Linked DNA regions of Anas platyrhynchos: region 2 is linked to region 1. A link is a contact called in public Hi-C data. All regions are on one chromosome and are shown on one strand. The core of a region is the stretch at or near the end of the contact, and the rest is flanking DNA. Distances in the headings are between cores, read along the strand shown. Region 1 overlaps ZBTB20 (zinc finger and BTB domain containing 20). Region 2 overlaps ZBTB20 (zinc finger and BTB domain containing 20).

Region 1 (6,565 bases), core at 2,813-5,312:
ATGTTAGGTTCAAAATGTCCAGAATCTGTTCCTGTTGTGGGCAGTGAGTAACAAATACGTAATTTTTCTTAGGAGATTTATCAAGAGAGTTAATGAACACTAGTTCCATTAGCTCCCTGTGGCATCTGTGGGTTGGGATGGGCTCCTTTCTGCTTATGTGTCGCTATGCGGAGTGTTACGAGGAGCACAAGCGTGTACCTGCGATAAAAGGGATCGGTTTTGTTCCCAAACTACACCAGCTTCCCTCCTGTGGTGGAGAAGGCTTCTGATGGGTGCAGTGAGAGGCAGGCAGGCTGCGGAGAGGAGGCTCTGCGGAGCCCACAAGCTGTAGTAGCAGGCACAGCTACTACAGATGGCTGGTGTGTGAGATAAGGCCTTGGCGAGGGAGGGGGGCGATCGGCCCTACCTCCCACCACATTTCCCCTTATTCTGCCGTCAGATTTCCCTTATTCAGAGTTTGTTCGGGATAATTGTTCACAGACAATATATTTTTTTTGCGCTCATGCTGTAATCAGAGGCTGTTGTCACTTGAAGCAGAGCACATCTCTTAGGTGGTGCTTTCTGCCAGAATGTGGAGGCTGAGATCAGAGTGAAGCTTTATGAGCTCCATTTGGTGCTTTTTACTTCCGTCTTGTTTCTCTCTCTGCAGGGGATGTGAAACTAGATTTGTCCTGTTTCCACAGCAGGGTTTTGGTTTATTTTGTTTTTCCATAGCATTTCATTCTGTGGCGCAAATCCAGAGGAGAGTGTGTTGCAGAGATAGATTTGAATGTCAGACAGAAAGAGTTGTGTTTAATAAACTCTTTGTTGTAAATTATAGAAACTAGGGAGCAGGAGGCCCATGTTTAATACAAACATTCTGTGGTTAACTTATCACTTTAAGTGTTTACCCCGTAACATAAAGAGCAGTGAAACAAGATAACTTTGCTAGAGGGGTTGCTCATGGGGTATGAAGCTCAAGACTGAAATTCCTTCATTGTGGGCAGGCATCTCAAACTCCCTCCACCTTCCATCTTTTTTTTTTTTCCTCTGGCACATAAATTGATTATCATGTAATTCACCCTGAAATTGACTTCCTATATGTTCTCTTTGTGTTCCTATAAGAGGTTTGTGGCGATAAGGAAGGTTGGTGGTGTTTGGAATAACCAAAAATCCCATTACCCCCTGGTGGTTCAGTATTGTGTCCTGCTTGTATACCTGCCTCCGTCTTAGAGGTGGCTGCCTAGCAGAACTGAGAGACAATATAGGACTAGATCAACAAAAGAAAAAAAAATAATGTTATAGGCTTTCAGGAAAAAAAAGGTGCTTTAGCAATATAATACCATACTTGAAGATGTCAGCCCAGCATGCAAACAGCTGAACGTGTAACTCCCCTTATACATAATGACTGCTGCTTGTTTTCCTGTGCTCACCAGCTTTTGAAAACTCCTCTCTGTTTGTATCGTACATGAGTTACGTATCTATGTTGATCTCATTTCGAAGTGATTTGTCAACATGAGCCTATTGTGAAATTAAAGGTCAATAACAGGCCAGGCAGTTGACAGGGTAAGCACTGCACACTGGAAAGGGAGAGGTCAAGAATAGCACATCAAATCCTAAGTCTTCAGATGTGCCTCGTGAGTAGTGCGTTTTGCTGTTTAGGAACAGAGATGCTATAAAGCTTCAGAGTCAAGCACTCATTCACAGCAGGACACAGTATGCCAGTATCTGTCACATTCCAAGTCCTTGCAACACTATTGAAGTCAGAGAATTCAAGTCCCAGATTCCTGGCTTTTTTTTAAAGATCAGCTCACTTTCTTTCTTGTTATTCCAGTAACTCTGACGTATGTGCATGCACACACATATAGGTGTGCTGATATTTTTTCCAAAGCATGAAATTAAAAACAAACAACAAAAACATGTTTTTTATTCCTTTGTCCTTTTATTTTTTTGGCAAAAGGCACTTCATAAGTAGTTTATATTCCAGCTTCATTTTCTTCCATTCACCCTCTGCTGGGAGCTAAGTCCAAAGGATTAAGACAGGAACAGGCCTGTATTATATAATTTAATAAATTAAAAGTGTTCTAAATAGCTCTTAAAAAAAAAAAAAAAAGAAAAAGAAAAAAGGTAGGATTTCCACTTTTGCTTGGAAAGAACTGATGCAATCCTGTTTGCAATGAACTGAGGCGATGCTGCTTTCCCTACATCTACTTTGGAATTCAATGAGCAACAATGTACAGCCAGCAGTAAAGACTTCTATCCCTTTCTTTGCTCTTTCATCTGATTCTCCTGCTCCTAGTCTATAGGAGAATGAAGCTAGTCTGGCTAGAGTATTTGCACCCTGCTTTTCTCATAAGGAAGATGAAGTTTTTTTAGATAACAGTAGGGACAATTTCTGGTCTCATTGAAGTCATTGGCAGTTTTCCAGATGATTTGTTATGAGATTTGGCCTTGAGAAAAAGGATCAGTCACACTCATCTCCTTTTTATTCTGAACTAGAATGACCCATATCACTACCCAGTGATGGCTGCCTAGGATACTAGCAGTGAATTTTTGGAAAATGATCAAAAGTTCAAATATATGCAAGAATGCATGAAACCCACTGTCTAAGCAACCAGAGAGAATGCAGTTGGCCTCAGCAAAATACGTGATTAAATAGAACCAAATAAAATTGGAAGCTTGTTATGAAAGACCATCTCTATCCATTTTATTATTTGCCTATGAAATATTATGTTAGGGTGAGGCCTGGAACAGTCATCTCAAACCTAAATGTAAGTATGTATCTTCCTGCAGTCTCTGAAATTTTTTGATTGCAGAACACTATAAATGGTGCAAAACAAAGTCTCTTTTCCAAGTTCCCTACAGTGAACAATTTAAGAGCATTTAGTCTTAGCTGGTATTAGGACTTCATGTCCTCAGAGAATAAATGCTGCCCCTTTGATCTCTAGATATAAAAGTCACTATTTCCCAGGAGCTGGGGAAGATCTGGGGCCCCGGAGCAGAGGCAGAGACACAAAATGAGAGCCTGGCAGCAGTGGTCCATTCCCAGCGTTGCTGCTGACTTGTTGCAAACTTGGAAAAAAACAACTATCAGTGGCCCCCAGTATTCCCTATTTTTGAAATGAATTTAAGAGTATTCATCTGTCTTAGCAACATTAATTAAGGAAGGAAACAAAATAATGTTGAAGAAATAGTCATATTTTCTGACCTTACTGTAGCTTCTTCCTTTTTTTTTTTTAATTTTTTTATTTTTGTGTAAGCAGGTAGTTTGCAAAGTAAATTCACAGGCACCTGATTTTGCATATCTGTATCCTGTGCAGTGCCCCTTCCTCTGGGTAAGGAGGTGAAAAACGATACTTGAATCTAAGACTCTTCCCTGTCTTCTGGAGGGGAGAAGCTGAATGCAGAGGTGGCAGGTCAAAGAGAATATAAGATTTCATTACAATCGAGTTGTGTCTGTATTTGAAAGCATTTTATTAACATGTTGCTATCCAGAGTTTTGCCTTTCAACATTTCTTGTAGGAGGTGAATTTTCCGGTTGGTTTGTCTTTGCTGTCAAAAAAGTCAAGCTGATTTTTTCTTTCTTCTGATTAAGTGAATAAATGTTAAGAGTAATTAAGCCAAGGAGAGTTTAAAATTATTATTTTTTTCACTCTTTAATTCCTAACCTAATAAACAAACTGCTTGTATCCATCTTTACAGAGAGATTTTAAAACCACTGTGCTGAAAGTATAGTGTAAAAACACCAGTTCTCACTTTAGAGTCAAAACCACTTTGATGACCGCCAAACCTCATGTGTTAAACTTGCAAGTAGAAATCATGTTTTTCATTATTCGTTACCTCAAGGTTACTTCAGGGCTAGGGTTTCCCGTGAAGATCAAACAAGTTTTTTTTTTTTTTCCCCTGTCTTGCACGTCCTCACTTGTGCCCAGATTATGCCCTCCGAAAGTACTAAGCATCAAACTGTGGCCTTGAAGCTGGAGGGAGGATTGTTTGGTGTTTTTAAGGCTCTGATCAGCAGACCAAGAGAAATCTGGGTTCTTTTCCTCGTCTCCGGCTCTGTAACCTTGGAAAACTCAATATATCTGTGCCTGTGTTCCCCGGCTGCAAAGGGCAGGGGATGCTCTTTCCCTGCTGCATTAGGTCCTTTGAAGATAAACCTGCTCTCCGAAACTGATAACGAGCACTAGAAAATGCATGTGTTGGTCAGGTTCCCAGTCCGTGGCCTGAGTGGGGAGTCTTTTCTCGCAGTGCCTAGTCCTGGAGATCTACCAGGAAACCTTCCTTACTCTAAGGCGATCACATAGGGCCTCTGTGCTCCTTCCTGAGCGCACCTTGTCAGCAGCTGCTTCAGGAAACCCTTCTCCCTCCGCTGTTGCCCTGGCTGTTGACATACAAAAGATTTGTGTGCTCCTCTCATGCTTGAGGGACGTAGAGACTGAAGTTGCTCAGCCTGGCTTAGTACTTTGGAGCTTTTGATCCCCTTTGCAGGGTGAAAAAGGGCTGTTTCCAGAGCTCTAATGGTGCATTTTTCTGTGATTTATTATCTGCAAATGCTCGCGTTCCTGATACACTTCTTTTGGAAATGTTTTGCTGAAGCCTTATCCGCATAGGCTGATCATATGTGCCCCAGATATAAACAGGAAGGAAAGGTTTCCAGTTCCATCTGCTGCAGTCTAGAACAATTTTATCCACCGTTGGCTGGGGGGAAGCAATTCTGATTTAAAGGGCATGTAAGCTCTGTGTTATTAGTCTGATAGGATAAGGTATTACGGTTTTTCTCCTGGTGAGTTTTTAAACCTGAGCTGAAAATAAGTGCACTGCGTGCTGTAAGTGAAGATGGATAAAACTTTAAATAAATAAGTAAAAAATAAAATTATATATAAAAAATAAAAAAGCAGAGCTGGAACTGTGCATCAGTAATGTCTACTGGGCACCTGGACTGTTGGTTAAAATCCCATCAGGGAGAATCTTCTGCCAAATAGCCAGCCAGCTTTTCTCCGGCAACTTTCAACAGAGGTAGGTGGGAAACCCCAACAAAAACAGTCGAGCACATGCAAGCTCCTTGTAGCCAGCCAATTAATGGATGCAGCCTCTTCACCGGGGCCCAAAATCCCTTTTCTACTTGGTAACAGCCCGTGCAGGCTGACCTAAGGGACATGTGCTGCTTACCAAGCCACTGTCCAGCCTTCCCAAAGACATCGCTCCTTGGGTTGGGTCTGGATCAGAGGCACACCTTTGTAAATTTGGTGTTGGTGGCAGGGATTCAGGTAGAAGGAGCTCAGGTTTGCATCGGGGTTTGCTAATCAGAAGCTGGTCTGTGGATTTAGGTAGGGATTTACTGGATAAAGGCATAGCATTCAGCAGCTGAATTTTAACCCTCCTGGAGCACTTAAATCATTTGTTACCCACTTAGTGTACCTAAACATGGGTGTAATTTGCAGGATATGTTTCTCTTTCTCCAAGTTAAGATGTTCTTCTAAAGTTACTATTCCGAGTTCTGCTTTCCTCTGCTGTAGCAGCTGAAACTGCTCAGGGATAGTGCTGTAGTGGTGACACGTGGCATGGATAGTGCTGAGGGTCCCTTCTGTGGGGAGATGGGATGGGGACATTAGTCCTGTGAGCTGCTGTGGTCCCCCGAAAAGCACCAAGACACGTTAAAAGATTTTTCTTTCTGGACATCACCGCAGAAAGTCTGGCTGGCTGGTGGAAATAATAATAAAAAAGCTTTGAAACTGAGAGCAAGTAGGAGCTTCTAGCAGGGAGAAAAAAAAATAATCCGAAGAGGAAGTTAAAAAGTGACGGTGACCACGTATCTGTGTTTCTGTCAATTGAATTTGGAAGGGTTTCTCCCCAAAAAGCGCACATAGATTTGCGGGGCTGCCGGCAGCCCTGCAGCTGCCGCACGGTGCCGGTGCCACGCGAGCGAGGAGAGGGCCGGCTGCACTTCTGTCCTCCCCCGGGGGACGGCTGTGAAGGAAGGAAGCCGATCACAGTGTGCGAAGTCTGAGAAGTGACAGTGTTTTGCACTCAAGGCAGCTACGCGAGGTTACCTGAGGACAGTGTCTGGCTCTACTGGCTGATTGCTTTGAGCATGTTAAAAAAAAAAAAAAAAAAAACAGCTAATGGGGGCACCTCCTAAGCAAACCAGATATCCCTTTTACCGTGCAGTCCCTGTTGGGAAGAGTATAATTTTACATTAATTACACCGGATAAGTAAGAATTTGTTATGTTCTGACTTGATCCAGTAAATTCCCATTTAACCCAGTTGTTCCTATTAAGTGTGTCAGCTCTTCTTTCAGAAGCTCGGCTCTGCAAAGACAAATGAGTGTGTTAACGTGAAAATACGTGCCTTAAGACAACAAAAATTAGGAAGCTCTTATCCCCTTTTTTTCAGAAAGAATTATTTATTGTGGAATATTGCAACGTAGTCTGGTTGCTTACAGTTGTTTATAAAAATCAAATTTATTTTTGTTCGTGCTGTTTATTTTTTCGGTTGCAAGCCTTAACAGCAGAATTCTGCTTGTCACTTTCATTTTCTTTAATGTACTTTCATTTTGTTTAAAGTTGATTTAAAGTTTCATTT
Region 2 (6,793 bases), core at 3,064-5,563, 110 kb after region 1:
AGGGTTAGCTCTTTCTCTTGGTGCACTGCGACTGTGGAACCTCTCCCTGAACCTAAACTAAATAACTACTTCTTAACAAAACCCACAATTAGGCCGGCCAATTTTCTCAATAAAGAGTCGTATGCACACACAGAGTAATCTTTACATCCATCGAAGCCCTAATCCAAATGGTCCCTGCTTTTGACTAAATGGATGTTAAGATCCAAAGTTGGCATTTGCATCACCTTTTTACAGTGTACTCAAAGAAGCTGACAGATCAGAACATCCCAAACTTTCAGGCAGTTCACATCACAGGCAGAAATATAATGGATTTTTTCTTTTCTCTAAATGGGCTATACTGAACGCCCACACACACTTTTGGGTCTGATCTTTGAAGCTTATCTCTGATTTACTTTCTCCCTCCAGGCAGTGTAAGTCTGAAAGACATAAGTACTTCTGAAATGGAAAGTTCTCAAAGCACAGCGCTAAATGTCTGAAACTTCAAACTTCTGCCTATGTAACACTTGTTCTCTGGATATACGGTAGTCAAGGGCTGTCACTCGGGCGACTTCCACCAAGAAGGCAAAACAGTGTTTTATTTCTTTTTTAAGAGTCTCTGTGTTGTTCTAAACCTCTTGGTGTTTAAATTATTTAATTAATGTATTCTGCAAGTCTCTGCGGAGGTAAAGGAACTTGTCTTCACTGGTATTTATGTACAACAGTGTGGAGAAAATCAGCAGTCTTTCTTATTATGGTATAAGCTGCTTATTGACTCTAGTCCAAGGTTATAATGGTTTGTCTATGGTCTAAAATCATTAGGGTGAAAATCTGCAATTTCAAATCATATTTTGACTGTCTGTTTTAACGCTCTGGGACAGTAAGATGATAAACTGTCTCATTAGTAGTAACTTCTTTGTTTACCATGTAATAGTTTGCCATAATTGCTTTAGAAAATCAAAATGAATGTTCTTTTACAAGTGCCCTGTTTGCCTCCACTGGCAACCATTTTAGTTACCCTTCCAACCGGTAATCGCAAAGTGCTGAACAAGTCCTGCTGAGTTAAACCTCCCCGTGTTACCCATGGGTAAGGTGGGGAAGGTATCGTTTCCTGCCTGACACAATCAAAGAGCAAATGGTAGCCTTTCATTTGCCTTCAAACCAGCACACCAATTGTGTTTGATGTGATGTGTTTGTGCTGTTGACTGCATCAGGCAAGAACAAAGCACAGAAAAGGTTGTGATGATAAAGATGCACAGTTACGTAGGTACTGGAACGAGAACTTAAGCCATACTGATAATCAGGTTTTATAGTAAAAGCAACTGCTTCATTTTGAGTATCTTGCCCCTTTTAAGGTATTACTAATGGTTTTGATTTTTTTTCCAGAAGACAAACAATGGCTTATTTCCTAGGGCCACAAAATTGAAACAACACTATTTTCACTTTCTGTAAATCAGAAAAGAAAGTGAAGCTTGATTTGAAGTCAAATAAGAGGGAAAGTTATGAAAGTAAAAGGGATTTTGCAGGATGGAGCTAGATGATCTTCCTAGGTCTCTAGGTCTCTTCCGACTCAAACCGTTCTATGATTTGCAAGTTACCCAGGGAAGGTGGCCATGGACCACTGATGATCAGCTCCAAAGCTGTGCTGTTACTTGGAGCATTAGAACAGTTAACTCATCATCATAGCTGAAGGTTAAAGGAAAAACAAGGTGTACGAGTTGGAAAATGAAGGCTTTTCTTACTGACCTGGGCAGGGAAAAGGGGTGTGGAAGAACAGTGTAATAAGAGCAAAGGGAAACAGAACGGTCTCTGGCAGACATGAATCTCAGCTCCGTCACTCTGTAGCCTTTACCTCTGTCTATATCTTACTTGCCCATCTGTAATGTGGAAATACTATTTTCTGACCTTATGGGGCTTCTTCGAGGGAAGGGAAAACTTCTTCCCATTTAGCGATGCTCAGACATGCTTTAAAACCCTTTAAATCCAGTGCATAGATCCCCCTGGTGCTGCGTTGTTTGTTTTTCCCCCTGTTCATGTTTCAAGCTCCTAGAATAGACGCAAGTTCCAGAGCTAGCATGGGTTTGTGCTGCTGGCAAAACAAAGCAGGTGCAAATTACGGTGGGAATGAAATAGCTGGTGCTTTGAGGCGGTGGAGTGCCCAGTTCACCTCAGGGTATGTGTCTGAGTTCACAAAACATGGCTATCATGCACACCCTGATTCATTAGATGTGTTATCCGGCAAACAAGAAGCCTAATCATATTTTAGTGGGAACATTCTTATGATAAACTCTGCTTTAGTGAAACTCCATATATAGTGCAATTTCTCCCGGCCGCGTATATTACACGGTGAAGAAAAGCTACCCTGCTGCGTATCAGAAGGCTGTAATTTCATTTAGGGGGTCTATTGACATCGTAAACTGCGAGAGCAGAGCTCAAGTGGCTATTTAAGTCATAGGAACTTCAGACTGAAATTACTGCCTGGCAGTAATTGCCCCTCCCCGGCGGGCATGCGGGCCCCTATGTACGTACTTAATGTTTTCATCCGTGTGCCTATAAATAATACATCTCTTCCACGGCCCCTGAAGAGAGCGGTTCCAAAATACGGGCGTTATCTGCCCCCTGTGCTGCAGGATGCAGCCCAGACAGCGTCCTTTGGAGCAGCCAGGGAAGGAGCAAGCGTCCCAGGCTGGGGCGGTGGCACTCGGTGGTGGGACGTGATGCCCGGTGCTCCCAAGCTGTGCCTCAAGCACCGCGAGCAGCAAGAGGTGAATGCACCTGTGCTGGCTGGTGAGGCTGTTTGTTGCCATCGTAGCTGACACGTCTGACCTTTCCCACTTGTACGTTGTAGATATCCAGCCTGGCACACGCGAAGATAAATGTGCTGTGCCACCTGTGATCCGCAGGGCTACGGCACATCTCCTATTTATACCGTGCCTCCCTCAAATCCGTGCGCACAGCCCTGGGGCTGGTGTGCCACTGAAGAGGCAGCGGTGGTGGGGGAGATGACTTGGTTCTGCCCTGAATCTGTGCATTTGGGGAGCAGATCCAAACCTGCCAGCAGCAGTGCCCAATACACCTGAGCGAGAATTTCCTTTTTGTTTTTTCATGCACAGAGCAGCAGCCATGTGGACAGAAGTTCAGGTATTTCAACCGCTTAGGTTTGTTTCAAAAAAAGAGTGAAGTCAGAAAGCGTTTGCATTTTATCAGGAAAGTGAGGTTAACCGTTCATTATAGCTTGTCAAGAGACCTCACCTTTATCCCAGCCACAGGAAGAGACTTTCAGTAGGGCTCTGGACAAGAATCATTAGGATCATGTGCATTATATACCAACTTAGGCATTTTAATTTGTATATCTAAAAACTGAAGCGTATGAAGTCCATGTAAATTTTAATCTTTGGTTCCCTTTTCTTCTCTCTCTTTTTTTTTTTTCCTTTTTTTTTTTTTTTCAGATGGTGGGAAAGAAGTATTTTTTTGTACTCAGTGTGTCTGAGACCTTGGTGTGCAAGAGAGGTGTTAAATTGCTACTGGGAACAGAACGAGTATTTATTTATTTTCTCTGAACCAGTCTGTCCAGTCTTACATTGCACTTACCAGAATAATTGTTCAGCATGTTAAATTACAAAAAAACTACTCGGTTATAACATTAGTGTTTCCATTCTTCATCAAGAATGCTTTATTTTGGTTTCGGAGTTATTTTTTTCTGGAAAATTGATTAAACCACTGCCTCTCCCTCTTAAATGCCACCATCCTGTGAATCCTATGGCAGTGGTATGGCTTACAAAGACACAGCAGTGTTGAAAGTAAATAAACAAGGTTTGTGTAGTTATTAGACATGGCAGTAGTAGGACAGACTTTTCTGGTATGAAGGGAAGCTGTTCACGCTTGCATTTCATCTGAGTTTGAGCAATAAACTGCACTTCTCAGGTTGACTAGCCCGTTATCCTAGAGAACATGCATTAAGTATTCTTCAGAGAAACTTCTGTGCATGCACACAGTGTAAATGGGAGAAGTGAATTTTGAACTCTGTGTTGCTGACTACAGGGACCAAGGATGCAGATACCAGTAGGGTCTGTGCTTTTTCTGACTCGCTTTCAGAAAGAACAAGCCAGGTTTTTCTGTGCCGTTCCTTACCCACCTTCCTCTCTCTACTTTATTGACTTCTGAACCTTGTTATGACTGATGTTTTTATGCTGGCTGTGTACATACTGCAAGTGGGAAAAAAAAAAAAATGAAGTCCACAAACTGTGGATAACAGCAGATCCCACAATACAGTGTAATCAAAATAGGATGCTGGATGCCAAGACTTAGAGTTCTCATGGTCCTTATCTCTGTATGGAATAACTGGAAGTGGTTACAGTTTCCTTCGTTTAGTATAACTGAATGTATTGAGGGCAGCATATCTTTAGTGAGATATTGACTGCCTGATGGCATGTGTCCTAATTTCAGGACGTGATGTCCTGGCATGAAGATAGGGTAGCCTTTTGTCCCACTAAATCCTGAGTGTCTGAAATCTAAAGCTGTGTTACTGTATTGGTGTCTGTCCAACAAAGATGTGTGTTCTACTTGTAGCATGTGGAAAAATGAATAAAATATCTAAAGTTAAAAAACAATTCATAAACACCATATGCACATACATACTGCAAGCACAACTTCTCTTTGAAAATATTACAATGGGACACCCTTCCAGATTCTGGTTGCAAAAGACTGCAACTTAATTTCTTCTACAGGTTTTTAGTCAAGCAATACTGCTACAGAGTCTGTTTGCTTTCCAATCAGCAAAAGTATAATAGAATAGAGAGTGTTCTCTAAAATGAAATATCAATCTGTCTGTCTAATGCTTAGAAAGATATCAACCCTATGAACTGGTAGGTGCCAAAAACTAATTCATGCTTGGCGATACTGAGGCAGAGGTTGGTGAGGTGACTAACGTAACACCAAGCCCTGATGAAGTCTCACTGACTCCAAGTCTCCTGGACTAGATGCTTTGGTTAACTTGCCAGAAGAGGTGGTGTAGCCTGGGTGTGAACGTGGCAGTGGAGGGCCCTGCAGGTCTCGTGTCATGGTGAAGAAGCTTGCTTCTTTGGAGCCTGAGTCTCTTAGACCCTGTGTGAGAAAAAGGACTCTGCCTGGCACCAAACTTCTTGTGCCACATAGCTTCTGCGGGTGGTGTCATTGTTTCTGCTGAATCCCTGGCTCACCAAAAAGCTCAAAGAGTGGCTTGAGTGCTCTTTTGGTCCCATCTCTGTCCACTACAGCAGTACCATCGTTTGTTTTGCTGGCACAGTGCTGCTGTTTCTTTGTAAAACTGTAGAGAAGCTGTGGCACTGGGTTAAAAACGAAACGGATGGCACTGTTACAGCAAGGAAAGAAGGGAGACTATCTGACATACTCGTTCTTCCCAACCCTGAAATCTGCATCTGGGTTTAATATTAGATAGGATCACTGAGGATAACTGTGGTTGGCAATTTTTACTTTTTAATGACTTAAAACGACCTGTGATGTATTAGGCTCAGCGGTGTCACTCCGGAGCATGACTTCATTGTGAGACTTCCTGCTTCCCCAAGAATGAGCGGTGCAAACAGTGCCACTTCATCCACATTGGTGCTTTCAACATGCGATACCCCGTGGTGTAGGGAATGCTACAGCTGTTTTTACTCTAGAAATATTAGTAGTCTGTTTGATATTGTATCAGTGGGACTTGCTGCTCCATAAAATTGAGTGCTCTGTAGAGCAAAGACACAAGTACAAGGGCACGCTGAGTCACTGGCTGTATTTGGATGTGTTTTCACATACTTTTGTGAGGAAAGATGTATACTTGACAGGAGGAAGGCTAATTCTTCTCTGTCAGTCAGTGGAAGGCAGAAGGTTTAGTGAGAAGAGATCAGATGGGCTTGAATGAATTTTGTAATTCTGAACGTATCTAGGAAATAGAGCTGAATGATGTATAGAGAACTCCTCTGTCACTGTGGAAAATTAGAGATTTGAACAAGATGAGTTTAATACTGAAATGAAATGAGAAGAAGTTTATGATTAATAGGGTCTGGCAGAGACAGAATACTTGTATATAATTTTGGAGGGTTAGGAAATGATCCATAGGCAGATGTGAATCTGAGGGTTTAGGGGAGAGGGGTAGCCCCACAAGGAATACCGCCTGGCTTGGCTGTTTCTAGTGAAAGTTCAAAAAAAATTATGTAACGAGTAAAAAGAAAGAGTTAATCACCAATTCCAGAAATCCCAGCAGCTTTTAAAATCTTTTAAAAGATAGGAAAGATAAATTAGGAGTATTTGCTGAGCATAAAAAAGGCTTTTGTTTCATCTTATTATTAGTCCTGCATCTGAAGGTTGCTTCTGGGGAAGGCCTTTTTCCTCTGGATACTGAATCTACCCAACTGAGCAATACTGGACATGGAGGCCAGCTTCTTTCTGCCTCCTGCAATGATCAGCTTGCCATCCTGAAGCATCAATTTGTTACATGAACTCATAAATGGCAAAATATGCAGGCAGATTAAATTTGCTTTATCTTACATAGCTACAGATGTAGCTCATTATCATTAAAATTACTCATTGGTCTGTGAGGAAAACATAAAGAAAACTATTTTGGAAAAGCTAACAGAAAAGGATAAGATTCACAGCTCACTTGTGATCTTTATTCTAGGTAAATAATTAGCTATTTTATTATATTCTAAGTAACTTTACAAACTTTGATTGTATTCTCCTCCAGGACATGCTGAGATTCTGTATATTTTGACTTGCATACTTCTGCTTTGAAATTTTCCTTCAGAGCAAGAATTCCTTCTCCTTTGAACACCTTTAAATT

What was found. Hi-C and Micro-C count contacts between places; a contact is called where the count stands out from the background.
Region 2: a contact with region 1 is called in a Hi-C map of small yellow follicle, with 3 times the contacts expected there. The contact joins two enhancer-like sites. A contact is called at or near these places in 2 of 8 Hi-C or Micro-C datasets (F5 follicle and small yellow follicle).

Annotation. Positions count from the first base shown.
Region 1 is chr1:87,207,894-87,214,458 of IASCAAS_PekinDuck_T2T, forward strand. The region is part of intron 5 of ZBTB20 (zinc finger and BTB domain containing 20); the gene reads left to right. Among named protein-coding and RNA genes, the nearest start is that of ZBTB20, 200 kb to the left of the region's middle. Within about 2 kb of position 4,063, at least 4 of the 8 cell types and tissues checked have an H3K27ac peak or open chromatin away from gene starts, as enhancers often do. A contact at or near this core is called in F5 follicle and small yellow follicle, where this site is marked.
Region 2 is chr1:87,321,773-87,328,565 of IASCAAS_PekinDuck_T2T, forward strand. All of the region lies in intron 7 of ZBTB20 (zinc finger and BTB domain containing 20), which reads left to right. Among named protein-coding and RNA genes, the nearest start is that of DRD3, 220 kb to the right of the region's middle. Within about 2 kb of position 4,314, at least 4 of the 8 cell types and tissues checked have an H3K27ac peak or open chromatin away from gene starts, as enhancers often do. A contact at or near this core is called in F5 follicle and small yellow follicle, where this site is marked.